Linked DNA regions of Bos taurus: region 2 is linked to region 1. A link is a contact called in public Hi-C data. All regions are on one chromosome and are shown on one strand. The core of a region is the stretch at or near the end of the contact, and the rest is flanking DNA. Distances in the headings are between cores, read along the strand shown.

Region 1 (5,583 bases), core at 911-3,410:
CTTTGCCTGCAGGGATGAAGGGCAGGAGGTCCTTCTGGCGAGGGGCTTTCCAGAGGCTGGGTTGTCCCTGCCTCTCCCAGCTAGAACTGGAGGGAGTCTCTTTACTGTGTTGATCTGGATATGTGGCTGCAGAAACTGCCTGGGAAGGGTACAGGCTGTTTATTTTGACAAGAGAGGGCAGTGGGTAATTTATTCAGGAAAAATAAAGAAAAGTGGCCCCCTGTTGGTAGAAGCTCTGGGTTCTGAGGGCTAAAAAGGCATTTGGAGCTGCTTTCAGCTCAGGTCAGCTCAGAAGGCTAGAGCAGAGATTCTGCTGCAAACACTGGAAAGAGCAAAGACTTGAGGATTTCAACTGTCTTTCCCTGTCCAGTCATATCTAGTTAAACCCGTCAGCCCTGAGCTCCCAGCCAGGCTGGCTCCTTGTCAGCAAAGAGAGGTGTGTCTGCTCGTAAGAAATCAGAGCGAGAGTGGTTTACTTTGAGCCAACCTCAGCCAGAGTTGTCGAGAAAATGCAGCTTGCTCCCAAGAACATCCGGGAACACTCATTGCTTTGGTGGCCAAAGTTTAAGTCATGGGAGAATATCCTCAAGCTTCTAAAATGGGGGTTGGCAAATGTTTTTCTACAAAAAAAAACAGAGAGTAATTATTTTCAGCCATGTGGGCAAGTACGCTAAATTGAGGATATTATGTAGGTACTTGTATCATCATTTAGCATGCAACTGTTTAGAGATGTGAGAAGCATTGTTTAGTTCACAGACTGCACAGAAAAGAGGCCCTGGGTCAGATTTGGCTTGAGGATGGGAGTTTAATGACCCCTGTTTTAAAGGCGGGTCAGAGACCCTAATTCTCAAAGCAAACACCTGCTTCAGTTGTTCACTTTCCCAGACATGAGTGCTAGCATGAGGGACTTAATCTGAGGGAAGGGGGAGGAAGGAAGGTGGGAAAGGATTGCTAGCTGGGGCGATAACTCTAGGACAGACATAAGTCAAAAGTGAGGTGACGGGGCCCTGATTGGATGACAACACGCTTCCTAACCCTAAGTGGCCTGGAAGTGATTTTTTTATGGCTAATACAGATCTGTTATGAGACGTCACCATGATGGTTATGAACCCCAGGATCAGATTCCCCTTGTCCCCTTTATTCACCCTGTCTACAGATATCATGGCTGCAAAAAGTATCCAGTTTGCCAGGGATTTCTATCTCCCTAAAGTCCTCAGGGAAAACATTAGTGAAACATCTCTCTGCCTCCGTTTGTCTGTGTGACCTCGAGCAAGTTACTTAACCTCTCTGAGCCTCAGTGTCCCCATCTGTAAAAAGAAGACGATAACAGCCCCTGCCTCCAAGGGATTTTGTGAGGATAAAGGAAGTGATGTGTGTGAAATGCATCTGGCATCATTAGTTGTTCTCAATAATGTTCTTTTTCTCCTGGTGTGCCCTCTGTCATTGTTCACTATTGATTTGGTTTGTTCTGTGCTTCCTTTGCTAAGGCTGGAAAAGAGGAACAGGATAGCATGGAAGAGAGTCCCCCGTCAGTGGGCAGACAAGAGAAGGAAACAGAGTCCTCCGATACAGAAAACAGAAGGGCAAGGAAGGTAAAGTTTGTGCCAGATGCTGGCAGTGTAGCCACATCGGCACAACGGCTCTGGGGCACCAAGTCACAGGCCTCCCCAAGTCATAGGCCTTCCCGTGCTGCCTGGGGGTGACCTGCTTGCTGCATGGCATGTGTCTGAGACCCCAGCAGTGGGTCCATGAATGAAGCCAGCACTTTCTGGAGTAATGGCTTCACCTGGGACCTTTGCACAGTCTTTATTGAAGAGATCTTTACCACCTGCCTGGGCTCTGTCTCCATCTTCAGGAACTTGGCTGTGCTCATAAGAGAAAGCATGTGCCCACAAAAGACTCCAGGCTACAGAGCCAGACTCCCAAAATAGGCAGGTCCTGGGGAGGGGCTGCAGGCAGAAGGGGGCTTTGGGTACTCAGGCTGGGGCCCTGACCTCAGTAGGCCCTGACGCTGGGATTAACCAAACATCTCCTGTGCTTGTGAAGATTATTTTACTTAATTAAAATGAAAAACCCAGTCACAGGGCTGGGGCTGCCACAGCAAAAAGAAATGTCCTTGGAGCGTGGCCAGCTTCATGCCTTTCCAGTCAGAAGAGGCAGGGAGATGAGTATCACTGGCTGGAAGCTGATCTCCTAAATCTGGCTGCCGGGCCTCTGGGCCACTGGGGACGTGAGGGAAAGTCTCGGGAGGAGCCAAGTGTGAACTGTGGCTATGGAGGGTTGTACCCTTGCTGGGAGAGGGTGTTTGGGGGGACCTTGTAAGGGCTTCGCTGCAGTTACATTTAGTGATGCCCTGCAAGCAAGGTGATGCGTTTAGAGCTTATAACTTATTCATTCAAAAACTCTCTCAAAACTTAAAAAAATAAAGTTTCTAGAAATTAATCATAAAAAGATGAGCAGAGATTATTATCTATTAATAGGAAGTATGTGGAGCTTCTCTGGTGGCTCAGATGTTAAAGAATCTGTCTGCAATGCAGGAGACCCAGGGTTTGATCCCTGGGTCAGAAAGATCCTTTGGAGAAGGGACCGGCTACCCACTCCAGTATTACTGCCTGGAGAATCCCATCGGCTATAGTTCATGGGGTTGCAAAGAGTCAGACGCAACTGAGTGGCTAAGCACCAGTATGGAGTGCTTCACGATAGGAAGTAGGCTAAATACATTTGACTGGAATCCTACATGGGCGTTAACAGTTACGGTAGAGATGTAGATTCTATGATATAGAAGCACCTCTAAGCCATAATACCAAATAAAAATGTAAGCTACCCACAGCTGAAAACAAAACAAACAAAAAGCCCTATCTTTTTATTGAACACCTGTTTATGTACCAGGAGTTGAGATTCTTTGTGCCACTTGGTGGGTTAAGCATTAAGGGCTTACTCCAACTCCTGTGCTATTTTGAGGCCCATCCTAGGGATGAATCAGTGATGAGAGATTGAATGGTTTACAGCTCCTAATTACCCAGGTAGCAGTAAGATTGCGCAGCATCTTTCCGGTTTGAGGGGCCCTGTGGTCACAATTTGCACCCTCTTCTGGTTAAATACTAAGAACCAAGCCTCAGCCACCCTCTGACCTCCATCCGCATTTTTATTCAGGAGCAGGATTCGGAGAGTGGAAGTGAGGCTGAGGGTGAGAGCTGGTACCCCACGAACATGGAGGAGCTGGTGACAGTGGATGAGGTAGGGGAGGAAGAAGATTTTATCATGGAACCAGACATCCCAGAACTAGAAGAGATTGTGCCCATAGACCAGAAGGACAGAATCTCTGCAGAAATATGTCCCTGTGTGACAACTGCCTTAGACCTGGACTTTACCAAAGGTTTCGCCAAGGAGGGAGTCAAGACCATCGGGAATGGGGCTGGAGAAATCAGCCTCAAGTCGCCCGAAGAACTGCCTTCTGCTTCAACGGGCTGTCCCAGTGACATGGACGTGGAGATGCCTGGCCTAAATCTGGATGCTGAGCGGAAGCCAGCTGAATGCGAGACAGGCCTCTCCCTGGAGGGCTCAGATTGCTACGAGAAGCCCGCAAAGGGAGGAGAGAGCTCAGATGTTCGTCTGGCCCCTCCACTTCTGCAAATGTCTTCCCCCAAGCCAGCAGAGGAGAGGGCCTGGCAGCCCGGCCCGTTTCTCGATGACTGCAAGGCCAGGGGGACCCCCGAAGATGGGGCTGGTGAAGGCAGCCCCCTGGAGGAGAAAGCCGGCCCCCCCACTGAAACCGACCTCCAAAGCCAGGCTTGCCAAGGAGCGTCGACCCCGGGTAACTACCTCCCTTTTTCCTCCCTTTTTCTCTGTCGGTTGGGTTGATCTGACCACTGCTTCCCTGGAGCGGTGTGTGGGCAAGTGCAGGCTGGAACCAACAGAAGTCAGGGTTCAGCCAGTGTGAAAGCTGGTGCAGGAGGCAAGCTGAAAATCCTGATTAAACTGCTAGAGCTTTGAGTCAGTGGTTAGCTCTTAGCTTTTAGGTAGGGGACGTTGGGTAGGAGATCGCACATTTTCTGAAAAGCAGACTCAGATGGGACGTACTTCTTTGCCTTGACAGGAGCCCAGATGAACTCTGACAACTAAATTAGCAAGTGTTTGGGATTATCAAAGGAGCTTTGGTTCCTGGGGATCAGCAAGCAGCCTCTCTTGCCTGCGCCACAGAGGACCACCCAGGCCGTTACTTTGTGAGGCCTGAGTGAGGGGGCAGAGCTTCAGAGGGCAAGAAAGGAGAGAAAGGAATGGGCAGAGGGCAGAATGATGGGCTCACAAAGGGGCCTGACTGGTTTCCCTTCTCACCATCTCAGACCCACTTTTCTCCAGGGTCTGATGGTGAAACCAGACTTGTCTTGGGATCTCCTCCACCTCCATTGGAGGTGATGTTGTGTCTGTGCCTGGCACTATGACATCATGAAGACAGAGTTTAAAATAGGCTAAGCCCGGTCCTCTCTGCCAAGTGGAAACTAAGATCCAGCAAGAGCTGTGGGAGGAGGGGGGAGGTGTGGCCCTCCGTGTTCTCCCAATGAAAATAGCTAGAAATTCATTTTGCAGAAAGCCTGTGGCATTCCAGAGTTTGAAGGAAGTGGGGATAAGAGTCCAGGGCAGAAAATAGAGAGGAAGGGCTTAAAAATAAATATTTCAACTCAGTGCCCTGTGGTTGGCACAAACTGGTTGGTGAGCGGGTGGTCTGGGCTTCCCTCCATGTCAAGCTGACCTGAGCTCTCTTTCACCTGTGTGGATCTGAGCCTCCATGGAAACTCTGCCGTGAGCTGCCTTGTTGCTAGAGCATTGCTGAGGCCTGGGCTGTGTCTAGAGAAGGCAAGAATAAAGGAGGAGCGAGTGCCATTCACCTTGCTCGGATTGAACCTCCTCTGTGTTGTAGTATAGGTCTTGACATGCACTGGTGTTCATCGCTCATTAGCTTCCCCAGTGTTTGGAGTTCATATTTAATAGCACTGCTCAATAGGCTTGGGGTGAGGATGGCATTGCCTCTTCTGCCCGCCTCTGTGCTCCTGTGGATGTCAGCACAATTTTTGCACTTCAGTGATTCTTGTGCCTGCAGAAATGGAGTGATACTGAATCGGGGGCACGGGTGTGGATCATTCCAACCGAAGGCATCAGAGGCCCATCCCCCACAGAGCCAGTGCAAAGATTTGCCAAGTTTTCTTGTGTGTGGCGTTCTTTTGGCAGCCGTAAAAGCTCTTTATTCTAGCACTTTGGTTCTAATTAGCAGCCCTGGCCCTAGTCTCATGTTATTAAGCAGCCCCAGGACTATTTCCCATTACACAGTGCAAGGAACAGAATTGCAGGGATTCTTGGAGGCAGGTTGTGTTTCATTGGTATTCTGTCCCGGCTCATGTTTTGCAGAAAACTCCAGGTACTCAGAAATGAAATCTCTGGACGTGAGGTCACTGGAAGATGCTGAAGTGGAGCTGAAACAGCCCCTTTCTTTGCCTTCCTGGGAACCAGAGGATGTGTTCAGTGAACTTAGCATTCCTCTAGGTGGGTGAGATACTCAGTCCTTCCTGAGAATTCAGTTCCAGGGGA
Region 2 (5,583 bases), core at 2,076-4,575, 77 kb after region 1:
GATTGTGTACAGGCTAGGTAAGTAAATTAATTTTTCTACTTAGAACTTTCAAAATAGGGGAAAGTTCTGCAGGATTCTGTTGAAATGACACTGGAATTAATCAGACATTGTGGATATCTATTTGTCATTTATGTGTAATTAAAATTGAGAGTTTCTTGATACAATAGAACAGAAAGAAGATAGTATTATAATGCAGAAGTTCTGCATTATATATTTCTGCATCTATATTATATGCAGAGTTTTAGCTAAACTATTACCTACCTTTATGTCAAGCTACTTTTCTTTCTGCCTCAGTTTCTATATTTATAAAAGGAAAGGATGGGACTTAGAATGTTCTTTAAGGTCCCTTCAGGTTTTAATATTCTGTAATTATTTAATCTTCTAATAAGATGGACAACATTAACAAAAGAGCCATATTTTCAATTTTATATTTATTTGCTATGGAAATCTTAGGAAATATTGTTTCTTACTTTTGTTCTTTAGCATAACTATAAGCTAAATGTGTTATTTGGGAATTATGCTCTGTAATTTTTCATAACTTCCTAGAACTTAGATTTGGACTTAGCCATGTCTTAGGTTTTCATAGGTATAGATACTAATTTTCTGGAACTATTTCAGGTCATAGTGTAATGGTTGCCTTGGTGGGAAAGTATGAATATATACAGAAATTCATTTTAGGTGAAATGTTCCTTCTCAGTGTAGATCAATTATTTTGTAATAACATTAGAGTTCTGTTGACTGGGAAATGGAAATAAGTGTGTGAGAGAATATTAATATGAAAAACAACCTTTTTCCTCCAGCTTTTTATTTTGAAAAATAGTTTGAGAGACTTCTTAACTTTAGGTTGCTTTTATGTTATAATGCAAAAGCTTTTAGTGTATATAGCCCTACCTCTTCCCCGGACTTTATCCATAATTTAGTCAATCTCAACAGTGTTCATATGTCAAAATTAACTGTTTTTGTTTGTTTTTGTAGAGCTGCTCTGGACAAGGCTACTGTGCTTTTGAGTATGTCTAAAGGTGGAAAGCGCAAAGACAGTGTTTGGGGCTCTGGAGGTGGGCAGCAGTCTGTTAATCACCTTGTTAAAGAGGTAACTATGGGGTATTGTCTTTAATTTATATGTATTCTTTAGGAAAATAAACATGCCCTCTAGCTTTTATGGACAAAAATTAAGTTCAGTCCTGCAAGTGAAAAATTGAATAATCCTTATATATATGGCTTTGTGCCCTTTTGCTATAAATTATACCACGACCATATAATCAATTAAATTTTTACTGTTTCCCTGACTTAAAAATAAGATTGTGTTAAGTTAAAGTGGCTTTCATGAAGAAAGCTATGTGGGAACCTTAGCGGAATACCTAGTCTTTTTCTTGGTATTTAAAAACTTTCAAACTGTTGAAGTAAGAGTTTCTATTTTGTAGTTATTTACTAAATGTCCATTTTTATAACCAGTTTGAAACTGGATGGTCTCAGATTTTGTTATGCATTATGAACACTAGAGTAGATCAGAGTGGTAGAATTTTTGTAAGGAAGTTCACTACTGTGAGAGTTGGACCATAAAGAAAGCTGAGCGTTGAAGAATTGATGCTTTTGAACTGTGGTGTTGGAGAACACTCTTGAGAGTCCCTTGGACTGCAAGGAGTTCAAACCAGTCCATCCTAAAGGAAATCAGTCCTGAATATTCATTGGAAGTACTGATGCTGAAGCTCCAATACTTGATGTGAAGTCACCTGATGTGAAGAGCTGACTCACTGAAAAAGACCCTGATGCTGAGAAAGACTGAAGGCAGGAACAGAAAGGAACGAGAGAGGACAAGATGGTTGGATGGCATCACCAACTCAATGGACATGAGTTTGAGCAAGCTCTGGGAGATGGTGAAGGACAGGGAAGCTTGGCGTGCTGCAGTCCATGGAGTTGCAAAGCGTCAAGACATGACTGAGCGACTGAACAGCAACAAATACATACTTTAAAAGAAAAAGTAATTGATTTTTGCATTAATACCAGATTACTCTCTATGGATTTTTTTCCTGGCAGCAAAATGATATTCTATATTAAACCAAAAATGTTTTACTCTTCTTCTTTGAGGATTTTAAAGAAAATTAGAAGATTTATATAGTACATGTGATTTTTATTTTTTAGTGTAGTCTTTTCATGTGAAAGAAGTAAAACTTTCTATATTCCCAGATGACATCATCTGTATACAGAAAATCCAAGTGAATCCTCAAGAAAACAAAAACACCAAACTGTTATAAAAGAATTCACTGTGGTTGCAGGATATAAGATCTGCATACAGAATTTAATTGTAGATCATCTGTATGCTAGCAATGAGTGAATGATTTGAAATGAAATTAAACAATTACATTGATAATAGCATAAAAATTAAATATAAAGGAATAAATTTAACAAAAGAAGTGCAAGTCTTCTGCACTAAAAATGATAAAACACTGTTGAAAGAACTAAGGTTTAAATAAGTAGAAAAATATCCCATGTTTATGGACTGAAAGACAATATTGCTCGGATGATAATGCTTGTCAAAGTTAATATTTTGAGAAACTGCCAAACTATTTAATGGTACGTGAATTATCTCAACAAAAATTAGTCAACATAAAAGCTGAAATAAAACTACCAATATATGAGTTTGAGGTTGACAGTATTTGGATATTCATTTATTTTATATGGAAGGATGAGTTGGACAGAGAGCACTTTTAGAAATATATACGTGTATTTATCATTCTCAAAAATGCATGGAACCAAATGAGAAACATTTAAATACTTTATATAACAAAGTTAAAAGTTCCATGCTTTAAATATTTATTTTCCTAGAGCATAATAGGAATTATTCATCAATCTGTATTCTGTTGATCAGATTTTATTTTTTATGGAAATATGTTGTAGAATTTGGAAGTAGAAGATATGTAAATAAGATTATTTTATTCAGTCAGCTAACATTCATTTGAGTGTCTGCTAAGTGCAGATGATTTTAACAGGCAGTGATAGGGGAGAACATTCCTAGTTGAAGTTCTTGTGCTGAAAAACTATCCTCTTTGTTTTTTTCTGGAGCCATAGATATTCTTGTGTGACTTTAAACAGAGTCAGGACTTGACCTCCTTAGCTGTAACTGGAAGCAGAATTGCTAACAAACGTTTTAAATGGGCCTCAAAACTTCAGTTTTAGAGGAAAGAGAACAGTATTTAGAGAATCTTTGCTCTGTCTAGTAAAGCCCTATTATCTCTCATTTTTTGGCTCCCACTGCAGTATTCCGGTTATCCTGGTGGAAATAAGTTTGTGCCACTTTAAAAAGTCATTTTGAGACTTCAGTTAGTGCCCTCTAGTGGTATTTAAAGTGACTTCTTTTTTCACAGGGAGCGTTGAAGCATGACCACAGCTCAGGCCATACACACGTCTACTCGTCAGTCTCAGTGATTATCAAAGCACACCAGAACACTGCATTATTCCCTTTATGATTTGCTTTTCAGTTGTGAAAAAATTCTGTTATGTCAAGACTACTAGACAACTGTTTGTGACCTACTTATACTTATTTACTATGTAATATATTGAGATGAGGGTAAATCTTCAGGCAAAGCAGAAGTTTTCAAAAATCCAGAACTAACATCTCAATTCTTAAATCTGATAGATTGATATGCTGCTGAAAGAGTATTTACTCTCTGGAGACATGTCTGAAGCTGAACATTGCCTTAAGGAACTGGAAGTACCTCATTTTCACCACGAGCTTGTATATGAAGTAAGATTACTTTGGCATTCCAAAGAGAATTATTGTGTTCCTTTTTGCACCACAGAGACTTAATGCTTCTTTAATAATACACATTTTTAAAAAATTACAATATTAAGGGAGAGTTCTATAATTTTTAATGGTTACATATTAGAGAAAAGAGATCTGATAGATTTTAGGAGCAGTTTCTTATATGAAAATGAGCAATAATTCAATCATTTATTCAATTTTTAGGCCATTGTAATGGTTTTAGAGTCAACTGGAGAAAGTACATTTAAGATGATTTTGGATTTATTAAAATCTCTTTGGAAATCTTCCACCATTACTCTAGACCAAATGAAAAGAGTAAGTATAACATTTTGAACCATGTTTAGGCTGATATCTTAAATTTTGTATGCTTGAATACAGACTGAGGTGTCAATGAAACTTTCTTTCTGGTTTATTTAGTAATGTTATGCCTTTTTCTATATTTTTTAATGGTACTGTTTAGTTTTGAACCTCTTACAGCCATTTCCTGGGAAGTTGTAAATACGTCAGCTTTTTTTTAATCTAAATTTTAAAAATGTGTGTGTGTATGTTCTTCCTCAAGAGTTCTAAGATATGATAATTTGGTTATATCTAAGAGTCAGACACGATTGAGCGACTTCACTTTCACTTTTCACTTTCATGCATTGGAGAAGGAAATGGTAACCCACTCCAGTGTTCTTGCCTGGAGAATCCCAGGGAAGGGGGAGCCTGGTGGGCTGCCATCTATGGGGTCGCACAAGAGTTGGACACCACTGAAGCGACTTAGCAGCAGCAGCAGAGAGAAACAAACTTGTAACAAAAGTACTTGATTTATTCCTATTTTATTGTATGCATTGTTATTAAAATGTTGGTAAGGTTCTTATTTGCCTTTTATTTTTTTTAAAATGTAGTAAATGTATTACAGTAGATGGAGAAATGTATCCAGTGTCCATTGTCTGCTGGAAGCTCTTTTGAGAGAACAGTTTTAAATATTCTGTAACAAATGTACTTAACTCTCTGTACTTTTCAAGGTTCAGATCTGACTTCAGTCTAATTAATATGACCACTTGGACTTAAATATAGCTTGATAACAGTGATGGGTTACATGCATTATGTATTTTATATGGGCTAACACTTCTGTATATAACTTCATTGTTCTAGGGTTATGAGAGAATTTACAATGAAATTCCGGACATTAATCTGGATGTCCCACATTCATACTCTGTGCTTGAGCGATTTGTGGAAGATTGTTTTCAGGCTGGAATAATTTCCAAACAACTCAGAGATCTTTGTCCTTCAAGGTACTTTATTTACTTTCTCAACATCAAATACTGACTGAGGTACTTAAGGTTAAGCTAATTTTCTGTCATTCTGTCTGAAAAATAATAGTATCTTCCCTTTAGTTACTCACTAGTGGAAAATCATCTGAGTCTATGGAGAAGCAAGCATGAAGCTTTTTCTCTTGTAAATCTGTACAGGACTATCTCATGAAGCCCCAGTTCACTGGAAAGAAGCTAATTTTGTGGAACAAAATGTGTCTTACTCTGTTCTGAGTAGATTATTTCAGAGTAGATATTAATCAGTAAGATGAAAAAAATTGAGGCTTATGACAGTGTAATGTACCTTTTCTAAGGTTACACATAGTAAAAGCCAAGGATGGATCCAGACTTTTTCCGGCTTTAAAGGTCTATGCTCATTCCTATTGGAGAAGGCAATGGCACCCCACTCCAGTACTTTGCCTGGAAAATCCCATGGATGGAGGAGCCTGGTAGGCTGCAGTCCACAGGGTCACGAAGAGTTGGACACGACTGAGCGACTTCACTTTCACTTTTCACTTTCATGCATTG

The links. Hi-C and Micro-C count contacts between places; a contact is called where the count stands out from the background.
Region 2: a Hi-C map of skeletal muscle shows a contact between it and region 1, with 4 times the contacts expected there. The contact joins two enhancer-like sites. A contact is called at or near these places in 3 of 11 Hi-C or Micro-C datasets (blastocyst, liver and skeletal muscle).

Annotation. Positions count from the first base shown.
Region 1 is chr26:31,378,786-31,384,368 of ARS-UCD2.0, forward strand. It overlaps RBM20 (RNA binding motif protein 20), which reads left to right. Exons shown (of 14, transcript NM_001192613.3): 10 at 1,488-1,592; 11 at 3,154-3,814; 12 at 5,404-5,538. Among named protein-coding and RNA genes, the nearest start is that of PDCD4, 55 kb to the right of the region's middle. Within about 2 kb of position 2,161, at least 20 of the 102 cell types and tissues checked have an H3K27ac peak or open chromatin away from gene starts, as enhancers often do. A contact at or near this core is called in skeletal muscle, where this site is marked.
Region 2 is chr26:31,454,251-31,459,833 of ARS-UCD2.0, forward strand. PDCD4 (programmed cell death 4) reads left to right here. Exons shown (of 12, transcript NM_001083647.1): 7 at 1-17; 8 at 976-1,090; 9 at 3,635-3,742; 10 at 3,965-4,075; 11 at 4,898-5,037. Among named protein-coding and RNA genes, the nearest start is that of MIR6524, 5.1 kb to the left of the region's middle. Within about 2 kb of position 3,326, at least 3 of the 102 cell types and tissues checked have an H3K27ac peak or open chromatin away from gene starts, as enhancers often do. A contact at or near this core is called in skeletal muscle, where this site is marked.